Regions from separate parts of the Capra hircus genome. Here region 2 is linked to region 1. Evidence: chromatin contacts called from public Hi-C data. All regions are on one chromosome and are shown on one strand. Each heading gives the region's core, a stretch centred on a gene start, on an enhancer-like site or on the middle of the called end of the contact. The rest is flanking DNA. Distances are from core to core; before and after follow the strand shown.

Region 1 (3,085 bases), core at 74-2,573:
AGAGGCAGAGAGTCTTGAAGATGAAGGTGCTTTTGTGCAAAGGTCTGTCAGTCAGTGGAGCTTCCCTAGTGGCTCAGCGATAAAGGATCTGCCTGCCAAAGCAGAAGACCCAAGAGATGCGGGTTTACCTCTCGGTCAGGGAGATGCCCTGGAGAAGGAAATGGTAACCCACTCCAGTTTTCTCACCTGGAGAATCCAGGGGGCTACAGTCCATGGGGTCGCAAAGAGTCGGACACGGCTAAGCAACTAAACAGCTGTCAGTTCATGAGTCCTGGGGATTCTACTGTGTCCAGGGCCCTCGGGTGGACCACAGCTGTGGGGCCCTGGTCTGGGGGAGACAGACACGCGGCCCATTGAGTAATATTTCTGGATGCCTAACCTGGGATCTGTGTGCCTTGCAGAAAACGATGGCTAAGCTAAGGACCGAGCAGTCACCAAGGTTTGGGGCAAGGACAGGAGGGATGGGAACAGTGACCCAGGAAGAGGGAGCAGCATGGGCACAGCCGCGAGTTAGCAGAGGGGCCCGGGACGCGGGGAGACTGGGAGAGGCTCCACGTGGTTGGAGAGGGTCGCCAACCAGGTGGAGTTGGAGGCCGCCGACCAGGACAGCTAGGGAGGAGGTGGGGCCAGAGCCTCGGAGGCTGCTGGGCTGTCAGGAGCAGAGCAGTACTGCCCTCAGATGTCAGTTAGACTTGCCTCTTAGGAAAGTGGCTCCAGCTGTGAGTGAGCCGTGACCTTGAGGGGCTCAGAGTGCTGGCGGGAGCTCCCTTGGGAGGGGGTGCTTCCTGACAGAGGGAGACAGAAGTAGCCTGGACCAGGGTGGGAGCTCTAAGAATGGAGAAAGCAGTAAAGGCAAGGGATGTGGGATCAGGAGGATCCACCAGGCTCTGTGATTGGCCCAAAGTGGGTTGTAGGGAGTACAGAGCAGGAGGCTGTGACCTGGGGGTTTCAGGACGCAGTGCCCTGAGCCTGGAACATCAGGGCGTGGGATGGGGTCTCATCTGAGGCAGGGGGTTTCAGCTTCTGTGAGACTGCCCTGAACCCAGCAGCTGCTGGGTATCTGTGTGTGTGATGCTCAGGAGAGAGGTGACCCCAGAGACAGACACTAGGAGTCAAGCTGGATGGAGGGGGTCCTCCTGGGGGGGTCTGTGGACAGAGGCGAAAACTCTAGAACAGGACAGCTAGGACACCCACCTTTAAGTGAGGGGCAGGGGACACAGGAAGGTGGCTGCCCCGGGTGGTGAGGGGTCACAGCAGTGTCACGGGAAGTCACCTGGGGCCCGGCCTGGCATCCCCGGGGCCCTGGGCGGCATGGAGGTGGGGTGGCGGCTGAGGGCGGGTGCAGGGAGCCTGCGGGGCGACGGGACTGAGCCCTCAGCTTGAGAACCATCTGTGCAGGGCAGGGAGGTGTGGGGCGTGGGGCTCTGGGTGGTTTCAGGGTGTGCACACGTGTGACTGGAAGGGGCCGCTGGGGTGAGAACTGGGCCCCCTGGAGAGTGCAAGGCGGGAAACACAGGAGGCCCTTGAGCAGACAGTGGGGCGGGGGGGTCCCCTCCGTGGGGCCAGGTGCTGCCTCCCTTCGCCTGGAGGCATGGGCAGAGGCCAGGTGTCTGGGCAGACTTGTTTCGGCTTGAGTGGTGGACAGGGCCACGCGTCCCATTTTTCCTGAGGGTTTTGATTTCCTCTGAAGGCGGTGAGCTGAGTCGGGAGGGGCTGGGATCCTGGGCTGGAGGAGAGAGAGGCTGAAGTGGTCACCACGGCAAAGTGAAGGGTGGCGTGGAGCCCGGGACCACCAGAGATGGGGAGCTGGAGATGGGGTGCGGAGGAGACACCCCCTGCCTTCACGTCGTTCTGTCTGCCCGTCCTTGTTGTGTTATCCAGGACCGATGTGGGTTTATGTTCTTCTCTGACCTCTGTCATCCTCACGAACTGTGAGACGTGACTTCCCTGGGATCCAGGTCACCCGGCAGGATGCCCTGTTAACCAGCATTTGGGGGTCACAGTGGGTCTGGCCTGCCCTCTGTGGGTGTCGCTGTGACGTCAGGTGGCGGAGCCCTCGGGAGCCTGGTTAACGTGGTTCCCTGGGAGCCCTGGGCAGCCGAGGGTGGACCACGAAGGCCTGCCTTGTTTGCCGCTGTCTGTTGGTCTTTGTGAGCTGGTATTTATCACCTGCTGCAGGCAGATGCTGCTTCGTGGGGTTCAGGATGAAAATCGTGGTGCTGATGGGTCCTCACCCACCGGGGACCCTCACAAACTAGACAAGACAGTTTCAGGCCTGAGCGCTCAGCTGTGCAAACGTTTATTATTAAATGTCACAATAAATGTCTTTCAGTTTTTCAAAGCAACTCCAAGGTAGTTGAAGCAGAACTTCAGAAACAGGAATGAAATTGTTTCCATTTAAGGTTCTTTTCAGAAGTTGCCTCTCGAAGCGGGGAGTTGGGATTCCTTGACCTGGCTGGCATTGAAGGACGGGATAACCGTTGGGGGAAAAGGCACCGATAAGTCTGTTGTGCAGACTTTTTTTTTTTACAAATTATTTATGTATTTGCATTTTATTTTTGGCTGTGCTGGGTGTCTGTTGCTGTGCGTGGGCTTTCTCTAATTGCTGCTCATGGGGGCTTCTCTTTAACTGCGGTGTGCAGGCTTCTCATTGCAGTGGCTTCTCTTGTTAGAGAGCACAGGCTCTGGGGCACTCGGACTGCAGTAGTTGCAGCTCACGGGCTCAGTAGTTAACAACTGCTGCTGCTGCTGCTGCTATGTCGCTTCAGTCGTGTCTGACTCTGTGCGACCCTAGAGATGGCAGCCCAGCAGGCTCTGCCGTCCCTGGGATTCTCCAGGCAAGAACACTGGAGTGGGTTGCCATTTCCTTCTCCAATGCATGAAAGTGAAAAGTGAAAGGGAAGTCGCTCAGTCCTGTCCGACTCTTAGCGACCCCATGGACTGCAGCCCACCAGGCTCCTCCGTCCATGGGCTTTTCCAGGCAAGAGTACTGGAGTGGGGTGCCATTGCCTTCTCCGGTAGTTGCAACTCCCAGGCTCTGAAACATAGGCTCAGCAGTTGTGGTGCACAGGCCTGGTGGCTCTGA
Region 2 (2,744 bases), core at 155-2,654, 140 kb before region 1:
GGCTGCTGCGGGCTAGGCCCAGGCACCTCCTGGCTCAGCCGTGGGGAGGGGACCCACTTCCACGCGTGCACAGGGGCTGTTGGCAGGTCCCTCAGTGGCTCTTAGCTGGAGACCTTGCCGCGTGGGCCTCTCTGTGGGGCGGCTCAAACGGGGCAGTTGGTTTTATCAAAGTGAATGAGAGAGAGAGACAGACAGACAGATACATACACACCAAAAGAGAGACAAAAGCCAGAGTCCTTTAGTAACCTCATCACAGGCACAACATCCATCACCTGCTGTGATTTATTGGCTTGGAAGCCCATCCCGAGGTCCAGCTGATGCCAACAGGGAGGGGATCACGCGGGTGACCTGCGGTGGGTGGGATCGTGGTGGACGTCTCGGAGATCTGTCTGTCCCAGTCTCTTGAGTTTTGTGACTCCCCTTGGGGGGGGTCCCAGTGACGTCTCCTCCCTGAGGTGCACACTCCCTGCACACACCTTGATGACTGTGTAGGAAGCACGGTTCCCAGTCGGGGTCCATGTAGGAAGGACCTGAATGTACAGACACTGAGACTGACGGGGAGGTGCCCCTTGGAGGCAGAGATTACATCATGGAGAAAAATCTTGTTATAACATATCCTGCATTGAGTGTGCTCACATTTTGGGGCGAGGGGAGGGGTTCTGCTCTCCTTCCCGAGGGGCGGGTGGGGTTTGTCCTTGTCCAGTGTGTGGATCTGAGCAGGTTGCCTGTCCGGTCCTGGGAAGGAACCTGTGGGGCGCGGCGGGAGGAAGGAGGTGCTCCCAGGCTGCTCGTCACCCGAGGATGATGGGGTGAGACGCTCCCTGGGCCTGGAGTCTTCCCAGATCAATTCTCCAAAGCAGGGGTTTGGGTGCTTCGGGGCAAATACTCAACTCTCCCATTATTACCGCGGATAATAAAACTTTATTTTGCACAAACAGGCAGCAGGCCAGACCGGCCTTGGGGCTGTGGCTGTTGACTCCTGATCTATGGAATGAGGAAATAAAATGCCTCAGCTGCTTTTGGCTGATGGTCATCGACACACATGTAGAGTTTTAGGCTGCGTCTTATCATCTGTCTTAACATTTGCACACAGGGTTGGCAGAGATTGTCTGGACCCTCTTGCGAGGCTCTGGGGAGAGGTGATTAGGGCTGTGCTTCCCTGACACAGCTGTTTTTGAGCTGTGGGACCGCATGCCAGTTGCTTAACGTCTCTGTGTTTGTGTCGAAAGTCGAGCTCTGTTCTCTCGCCCCACAGCCCGTCTCCTCTCCTCCCTCTCTCTCACTTCCTCTTGGCGCATGGTTTGAACTTTCTCTCCTTTTGGGAATCTGTGGGACTTAGATTTTCTGTGGTGAGGTTGTACTTTCGTCTTTGTCAAGAGTAGCCCCGTTTCTAAGCTGGGACCTTAGAAGCAGAGCCTGAGGATGGGATTCTGGTCAAGTGATTGATGGGGCTGGCTGCGGGGGCGGGGCTGGCTCTCGGGAGAGGCTTGAAGGGCCATGGGGAAGCAGACAGGACGGGGGAAGAAGCTCCCAGGAAAAGCACCAGGATCGGATCCCCCACTGAGACACAGGCTTGGCCTTCTGTGTCCTGGCGTCAGCCTGTCGCTGGCTGGAGGTCCTCATAGGCATTTTCTGGCAAGGTGATCCCCAGTGCAGGAGGCAGCCTTTGGGAGGGCTGCCCACATCCTGAGCGCTGGCAGCCCCCGCCTGCCTGGCCAGGGGTGGGGTACCTTGAGGGGCAGGGCTCTGTGACCTCGCCTCCCTGACACTGTACCTCTGCCCACTGCACATCCCGCCAGGCTCCAGGGTGGGGGCCACCTGCCCACGGGAAGACCCTTTACTCTTGTGCACCAGGTGGGAGAAACCCCCTGTGCTTCAGGGGGAGATGAGGCAGAGTCAGGTACCTATACACATAGGTATTTTTATTTGCAAATCTTAAAGAACATAGCATTTTTTGTTGGGTTTTCATGTGCAAAGTTAGATTTAAAAGAGTGACAAGCGCAGAAGAGCCGCCAGCGGGGCAACAAAGCTGACATTCGTTTGCAGTCCTGCTCTCCGTTGTTTCTCAATGGTGATGCTGTCTGTTGAAGAGTACACATGTCCAAAGAGACGTTGCAAGCATTGACTCTGAGAGGCTCATAATACTGGAAGGGAGGAAGAAATGAAAGCAGCCAGCGTCCACTCAGGATCCGAGTGGAAAACAGTTTGCTGCAGTTGTGGTCTTTTCTTTAGCGTAATTAAAACTCTTTAAAAAAGATGAGAAATCTAAGTCTATTTATCTAGGGTAGCACTGCTCCTTATTAAAGATGAAAGGATTGCCAACCTTCCCTAGCTTAAAAGCTAAAAAAAGGAAAAAAAAAAGCATTACATATCTCGTATAGATTAAGTATGTGTGAGTGTGTGAAAGGTGTTCAGTTGGGAAGCCTATTGATTTAGTATGCTAAGTCACTTCAGTCATGTTCGACTCTTCGCCACCCTATGGATTGTAGCCCACTAGGCCTCTCTGTCCATGGGGATTCTCCAGGAAGGAATACTGGAGTGGGTTGCCATGCCCTCCCCCATGGGATCCTCCTGACCCACGGATTGAACCCAGGTCTCTTATATCTCTTGGAATGATACTAAAAACTAACACACACACATATATATATATATGAACTATATACACATGTTAAAACTTTGCTCCTTGCTGCAGGATCAGGGATGGCATGCTGGAGCATAGGAGAGGGCCCTCCAGTGCCCAGGAT

What was found. A called contact is a pair of places that touch in the nucleus more often than the background predicts.
Region 2: a contact with region 1 is called in a Hi-C map of blood, with 1.9 times the contacts expected there. The contact joins two enhancer-like sites. A contact is called at or near these places in 2 of 5 Hi-C or Micro-C datasets (both in blood).

The regions. Positions count from the first base shown.
Region 1 is chr26:5,490,584-5,493,668 of ARS1.2, reverse strand. The region is part of intron 23 of DOCK1 (dedicator of cytokinesis protein 1); the gene reads left to right. Among named protein-coding and RNA genes, the nearest start is that of FAM196A, 110 kb to the right of the region's middle. Within about 2 kb of position 1,323, at least 1 of the 5 cell types and tissues checked has an H3K27ac peak or open chromatin away from gene starts, as enhancers often do.
Region 2 is chr26:5,631,226-5,633,969 of ARS1.2, reverse strand. The region is part of intron 1 of DOCK1 (dedicator of cytokinesis protein 1); the gene reads left to right. Among named protein-coding and RNA genes, the nearest start is that of DOCK1, 37 kb to the left of the region's middle. Within about 2 kb of position 1,404, at least 2 of the 5 cell types and tissues checked have an H3K27ac peak or open chromatin away from gene starts, as enhancers often do.